Linked DNA regions of Mus musculus: region 1 is linked to region 2. Evidence: chromatin contacts called from public HiChIP or PLAC-seq data. All regions are on one chromosome and are shown on one strand. The core of a region is the stretch at or near the end of the contact, and the rest is flanking DNA. Distances in the headings are between cores, read along the strand shown.

Region 1 (3,653 bases), core at 346-2,845, 180 kb before region 2:
CAGGTTGTCAGAGCTCAGTATCAAGCAACAGACTTGACCAGCCATCTCCTTGGCTCTCAGTAGTACTCCTGCTTACCTACCATCTTGCTGAACTTGGTCTGTTTTGCTTTTCAAACAGGATCTCAGAAAGCACAGATGAAAGAACGGAAGCTTGATTGGAAAGCTCTCTCTCGTTAACTGACTTAATGGCATGCTATGTTTTCCTGAGACTACATGTTACAATTCTGCTCTCATTTTTTCTCAAGCTCTACAGGAGTGAGAACCCCCCAACTTGTCAATTAGGTTCAAAAAAAACCTCTATATTTTTTTCAGATTGGAAATTGGTACTGTTCTATTCCATTTACTGTTTTTGAAGCCACTGGTCTGGTTAGACATTTGTAAACTGTTTACTTACAAAGGAAACATTAAGAGGCAGGCGTGGCATCATCTAAATTGAAATAGAGATAATAATAGTGCCTTTGAAAGAGCTAAGATCTAAGTATATAGTACAGAGTGACAACCTTCAGTTTATATTGTGCTGTGACTGTCTTAAGGAAGACCTGCCCACTTTCTTGCTTATCCTTACAATTGCAGTAGTTACAATAAAAATTAGATCCCGGTATTGTTGAAAAACATGTCAATCAAATATGCACGGGAGAGAAAACAATAGTTTTCATACTACAGATGATAAATTATATACTTATTAAAGTGTTGCAACCGATCAGATAAGCAGAGGATATCATTATAGCCTCAGTTTGACGCTGGCACATGGTTATTTTCAGCAATTACTCTAAACCTGGTGTTGTTAAAAGGGCTTGTGTTCTCTTCAGCATGGGTGGCAGAGGCAAGGAAGAACAAAGAGTTCAAAGGAAAGCTTTATGTTCTGTGTGGCTTTCCAGGGAAGGGCATCATTACAATAGAATTTATTCTGCCTTTGACACAGACGACTTCACCAAGAAAACTGTAGCATCAAGTCCTGCTTTCCTGGCTGATTTTATCAGGGTGTAATAACTAGCCATTTCCCTGGAGGTGTTTTCTGCATAAGTGACCTGTTGGCAAGGATTTAGTGGAGCTCAGAGATTAATGGACCCACAGCTGCCACCTTCCAGAGAAATAAATAGAAAGAATCAGTTGTCATTGTTATCAGCATGCAGACATCCTAAGGCACAGATGTGGGCTTTCTTTTCAAAGTGAATCAAGCATTCACTCTCAAGGAAAAGGATATTTGTAATGCAATAATATTAATGCTTGTTAAGTGAGAGAATTATATATGAAGCTAGACTTCTGTTACCTCGGAGCATTGGGTATTGACCTATGCCTTCCTTAGAGCTCTGTGTGTGAAAAGGATGTTGCCAATGGAACGGTGTAATGACATTTGCCATTAAGAAGTCATGCTGAAATTAGTAATTCCAGAATTCACTGAGTTCTTCTGCTCTGCGTCACAGTTGCTGCCTCTGTGACAACCTTCCTTTCCTACTTAGCAAATCCAAGCCTGGTCGCTTGAGCCCCAGGAAGTTGTTAAAGCAATTAAAGGCGGCTGTCTCCCAGCACATTGCTCCGTTACCATAGTAGCCTCTGCCTCCAAGTCTCTCCTGATGATGTCAGTATGCATACACGGGTTGCTCAGAGCATCTACGTGGGGATGATTCATCCCACAATAAAGCCCCTCTCCTGTTGCTCTCCTGCCAGTGTGATTAGCAATGGAGGGTAAGTGCTTTGTTTAATATACTATTATAAGAATTACCAAATGTCTCTATTATTTTGCTTTAGGTTTCTTGTGTTCTAAAATATACTTCTAACTGAAACATAATATATAGGAACAAGCTATAAATCTGTTGTCGGGGATTGGCTAAAATTTTCCTATATATTATGTGTATGTGTGCATATGTGTGTTCACATGTAGGGGTGGGCTTATAAAAATCACTGTGAATGCACAATGTAATACCTCTTACCCCCTGATAAGCGAAACCAGCATGCACACTATAGCTTTCCTTTTAAACTGTTTGCATTCCATAAAAAAAAAAAAAACTTAACATATTTTTTACAGGTGTCATAGGGCAGCTAAGGCTCTTAGAAAGTATGTGAATTATACATTTTTTTACTGATATTTTATCCATCTTAAGTGATAATAACAGGATATGGGAAGGTATTGTCGGAAGTTCAGTGTCTACTGACAGTCATAATTGCATACTTCAATCCTACTTCCATATGTTTCTAATATTGCAGAGGAGTGAACTTGGTGCTTGATGAAATACTTACGTATGCCTCCCTTCCTGAGGCTGAGCATTTGTCTTCACATCTCTGCAAAGAGGACTGTGCAGTCTCTTATGGTGTCAGGGGGAGAGCTATGAGTGAAGAGTCCCTTCTGGAAGTTAGTTTTCTGTTTCAGCTTTTCTCCCCCAAACTGTCTCATCAAGAAATCCATAGACCTCTCTTCTCCATCACCACACCACGCATTCTGCCTGTGGTTCCTTCCCTGGATCCCCAGTAAACAATTTCAGTACATCTGGTAGTGAGCTTTAAGGAGAGTAGAAAAGGGTGATTTCTAACTGTTAGTAAATAGCTTCGCGAGAGGACAGGGGCTTGAGAATGGCTCGTACAGAGACTACCCATCCTTCAGGAAGCTGAACCTTTGTTCTGTATAGAAGTCAGGCGCATGGCTTAGTTGACAGGGACAAGAAGTGGTTTAGACTGTTTATTTCTAGAGTCTTGTATTTTTAGAATACCGTGGAATATGGTCTATATAATTTGTTTCTGGGAAATTATGTTAATGGAACATTAATGCTAGATGTAGGTTTCTATAAAGAGTAAGTAAGAAATAATGGTTGTAAGAGTATAAAGCCATACTAAAAGTTACATTCAGCTCCTTGGAACTGAAGGATGTGTCATATGTATCATAAGTGTTTATTCTTTGAATTTTCCCAGTCTTGAAACTATATTAAAACAGTGTTAAATTATACTTGCCCTTGTGTTTAATAAGTTATTCATTAATTGCTATTAGAAACTGATTCTCATAAGTAGAAGCAAATTCATCTACATTACAGTAGAGTAAATGTTGAAGAAATTGACTCAACCTAAACTGATACCATACTTGTAAAATCTCTTATTGAAATACACTCATAATGCTTGTGTTAGAAATAAAACTAATACGCTTCATGCTAAATTTTATCTTATTTTTTTCTGCTCATGTTTGCAGCAATACAACCTAATTCATTAGCTAACTGAATTCACAGTTTAAAATATATATTCAGTTTCAACTTTAAAAGTTGAAAATAGTCATTTTCCAACTTGACCGTGCTAGCCATACTCTGGGGAAAATACACTTCAGGAGTCCAGCCTTCTTCCTGTTTGAGTTAGAAGCAGTCCCAGGCTATTCAGGAAGAGTGATCTTTAAAATTGCCTTAGGAGAGGGTCTCTTTTATTTTCGTGTCATAATGAAAGTTTTAAGTTTAACAGTTACATTTGTTCTTGCTGAAGCGTGGAGATGCCAAGTCTAAAGACTTGACAGCTTGAGGTAAATGAGATATGCATGAGACATGGCAGAAAGATGATTATGTCGGCTCTCACAAGACAGATAACTGGAAGAAAATCCAAAAAAAAAAAAAATTCCAGGACATTGTATGGAGAAAATAGATGTGTAAATAAACATCTAGAGAAGACTGAAAGCTCATGTT
Region 2 (3,493 bases), core at 301-2,800:
TGAAAGAGCCACTGAATCTTATTAGAGTTGTTGACATGGCCATAGGTGTGGTGTTACTAGCTGGAACATGGCCACCATAGCAATGGCTACATCACTGAAGAATGAAATCGCCTCCTCCCTCTGCCCCTATGCCAGTAACTGCCAATAGATTTTCATCTATAGATGGGAACCTCATGAGCCCTCCCCAACAAGGTCAACAGTTAGGGTTCAATCTTGGGCAGTAGCCACAGCTGCTCTGAGTTCATGAATGCAGTGGTCATGACCAGGAGATCCTTCCCATTTCAAGCAGCCCTCCCCAGTCTCTGGCTCTCATATTCCATCTTTTTTCTCTTCGGTAATGACCTTTGAATCATTGAGCATGTGTTACAGATGACTCATTTATGGAGAACACTCAGCAGTCACAATTATCAGCCTTTTAGCCAGTTGTGAGTCTCTGCATTAACCACTGCCCTCTGAAGGCATCACTGACCTGTGAGTGTGGATATGTCCTTGCTCCGTCAGCAGCCTGCATACCACCTTCTGCTCCACCCACCATCTCACCACACCTCTCCACATAGGGATCCTAGATTCACCACCAACTCCACCAGTTCCCAGTGCCCAAGGAGGATTCCTGGCACTCTGAAAGCTAGTGCCAGCTCAGTGACAGCTTGATTGTTCTATGCCACATAATAAAAGTGAATAGTGTCTTCAACAATAGGTGAACAACCAAGATCAGGGCAAGAGCATCTATTGCTTTGGAGGGCTTCTGAAAATCTGCCTGACCAACAGTTCATGGGAATGTATCTCTTACCCTGTTCTAGGATTTTTGTTTAGTAATCTATGTCTTCTGGGAGCAGCAGCATCTGCCCATGTGTGGTATCTCATTTCAAGCACCTTTAAAATTTATGCTTCTTAGTTTACAAAGTACTGAATTTCTATACAGCCTTTCCATGTGTCCTTAGTTTTGATTAGCCCTCCCCATCAATGTTTGCCCTCCTTCTATCTCCCCAGCCCTATCCCCTCTTAAACAGCCACCTTTTTACACAAGGGTGTCAAAAAAGATGCATCAAAGCCTCTTTAATAAATGGTGTTGGGAAATCTGCTAATATGTAAAAATCAAACTAGACCCATTTTCTTATTCAAATCAATTGAAAGTGGATCAACATGAGAAATTCTGAAAATGGCAAAGGAAAGCTTAAGGGAAACACTTCAGTGTTTAGATAAAGGCCACGGCATTCTGCAAAGGACTCCAGCAGCTAGAGAGGAAATAGCAGTCACTGACGATTGGGGTTATGTTAAACAGCATCTGCAAAATAAAATAAAATAAAATAAAATCTGCAGAGTAGAAAAGTATGAACAATAGGAGAAAATTGTCCCAGCCAATTTCTTCTGTTTATATCCTGTCCCTTCTAACATGCTCATCAGACCTATTTCCCAAGTTGAGATCTTAACATGTCTAAGAGAAATGGCTACCGTTTCAAGATCCCATCTATCCAGGAGCAGCCCAGAGAGGGGGAGAGAAAGAGAAAGGAAGAGAGCAATTGACTGATCAAGGTCTTTCATAACGATTTGGGAGATAGTGAGACAGCCATCTAGTGGTCTCTGGAGCTGTATTTTCACAGTTCAGTGAGGCCAGTGTGCAACCAAGCCTATCATGTTGCTTTAACATTTTGCCTTCCTAACCGGACGATGATTTTAAATGACTAGTTCAACAGAACGGCAGCATTCTGCATTTGGTATCTTAGGACAGCTTTTAGACTCTGGTGAGGCTGAAGGTCTGTGCAAAGTACTCAGTCTCTTCCTCCTGATGTCATTGATTCTGATTTGAAATTATGCGTTCTATCTGTTCTTGAAATAACATTGTATTTTATTTTCTATGTGAAGTGTCCCATTGCAGGAGCACAATGAACTGTTTATACTTTGTGAGACAAAAGACTTTAGCTGAAACAGATTAACTTCTTCTGGAAGGCAGAGAGTGTCTGTGACCTAACCAGTTTGGTTGAGTCATTGTTTGCTTTGTTTCCGTTAAAGAAATTGCCCCATTGTTTAGTAACTGTTTTCTGGTTGAAAATTTCACCTGGGATAGGTTGATTTCATGGGTAAGAATTGCAAACCTACTTTGAATTGTTGAGCCAAGATTATTTGTAACTATGTCAAATGTGTTTGCCTAAGTTTGGAAAGACTTTGTATCCCCTTTTTTTTTTTTTTTTCTTTCCATTTTTTATTAGGTATTTAGCTCATTTACATTTCCAATGCTATACCAAAAGTCCCCCATACCCACCCACCCCCACTCCCCTACCCGCCCACTCCCCCTTTTTGGCCCTGGCGTTCCCCTGTTCTGGGGCATATAAAGTTTGTGTGTCCAAAGGGCCTCTCTTTCCAGTGATGGCCGACTAGGCCATCTTTTGATACATATGCAGCTAGAGTCAAGAGCTCCGGGGTACTGGTTATTTCTTAATGTTGATCCACCTATAGGGTTGCAGATCCCTTTAGCTCCTTGGGTACTTTCTCTAGCTCCTCCATTGGGAGCCCTGTGATCCATCCATTAGCTGACTGTGGGCATCCACTTCTGTGTTTGCTAGGCCCCGGCATAGTCTCACAAGAGACAGCTACATCTGGGTCCTTTCGATAAAATCTTGCTAGTGTATACAATGGTGTCAGCGTTTGGATGCTGATTATGGGGTGGATCCCTGGATAAGGCAGTCTCTACATGGTCCACCCTTTAATCTCAGCTCCAAACTTTGTCTCTGTAACTCCTTCCAAGGGTGTTTTGTTCCCACTTCTAAGGAGGGGCATAGTGTCCACACTTCAGTCTTCATTTTTCTTGAGTTTCATGTGTTTAGGAAATTGTATCTTATATCTTGGGTATCCTAGGTTTTGGGCTAATATCCACTTATCAGTGAGTACATATTGTGTGAGTTCCTTTGTGAATGTGTTACCTCACTCAGGATGATGCCCTCCAGGTCCATCCATTTGGCTAGGAATTTCATAAATTCATTCTTTTTAATAGCTGAGTAGTACTCCATTGTGTAGATGTACCACATTTTCTGTATCCATTCCTCTGTTGAGGGGCATCTGGGTTCTTTCCAGCTTCTGGCTATTATAAATAATGCTGCTATGAACATAGTGGAGCATGTGTCCTTCCTACCAGTTGGGGCATCTTCTGGATATATGCCCAGGAGAGGTATTGCTGGATCCTCCGGTAGTACTATGTCCAATTTTCTGAGGAACCGCCAGACGGATTTCCAGAGTGGTTGTACAAGCCTGCAATCCCACCAACAATGGAGGAGTGTTCCTCTTTCTCCACATCCTCACCAGCATCTGCTGTCACCTGAATTTTTGATCTTAGACATTCTGACTGGTGTGAGGTGGAATCTTAGGGTTGTTTTGATTTGCATTTCCCTGATGATTAAGGATGTTGAACATTTTTTCAGGTGCTTCTCTGCCATTCGGTATTCCTCAGGTGAGAATTCTTTGTTCAGTTCTGAGCCCCATTTTTTAATGGGGTTGTTTG

What was found. HiChIP or PLAC-seq counts read pairs in DNA pulled down with a chosen protein or histone mark.
Region 1: a FOXA1 HiChIP or PLAC-seq map of pancreatic cancer cells shows a contact between it and region 2. The contact joins the promoter of B230216N24Rik here to the enhancer-like site in region 2. A contact is called at or near these places in 3 of 39 promoter capture datasets (the 3T3-L1 cell line, cranial neural crest and neural stem cells), 2 of 484 Hi-C or Micro-C datasets (the N1E-115 cell line and nephron progenitors), 1 of 115 datasets of contacts at active chromatin or transcription factors (pancreatic cancer cells) and 3 of 9 other capture datasets (adipose tissue, liver and pancreatic islet).

Annotation. Positions count from the first base shown.
Region 1 is chr1:98,045,735-98,049,387 of GRCm38.p6, reverse strand. It overlaps B230216N24Rik (RIKEN cDNA B230216N24 gene), which reads left to right and starts at 1,595. Exons shown (of 3, transcript NR_037993.1): 1 at 1,595-1,686. The region is part of intron 1 of Pam (peptidylglycine alpha-amidating monooxygenase); the gene reads left to right.
Region 2 is chr1:97,870,763-97,874,255 of GRCm38.p6, reverse strand. All of the region lies in intron 14 of Pam (peptidylglycine alpha-amidating monooxygenase), which reads left to right. Among named protein-coding and RNA genes, the nearest start is that of Gm31771, 39 kb to the left of the region's middle. Within about 2 kb of position 1,550, at least 34 of the 459 cell types and tissues checked have an H3K27ac peak or open chromatin away from gene starts, as enhancers often do. A contact at or near this core is called in pancreatic cancer cells and pancreatic islet, where this site is marked.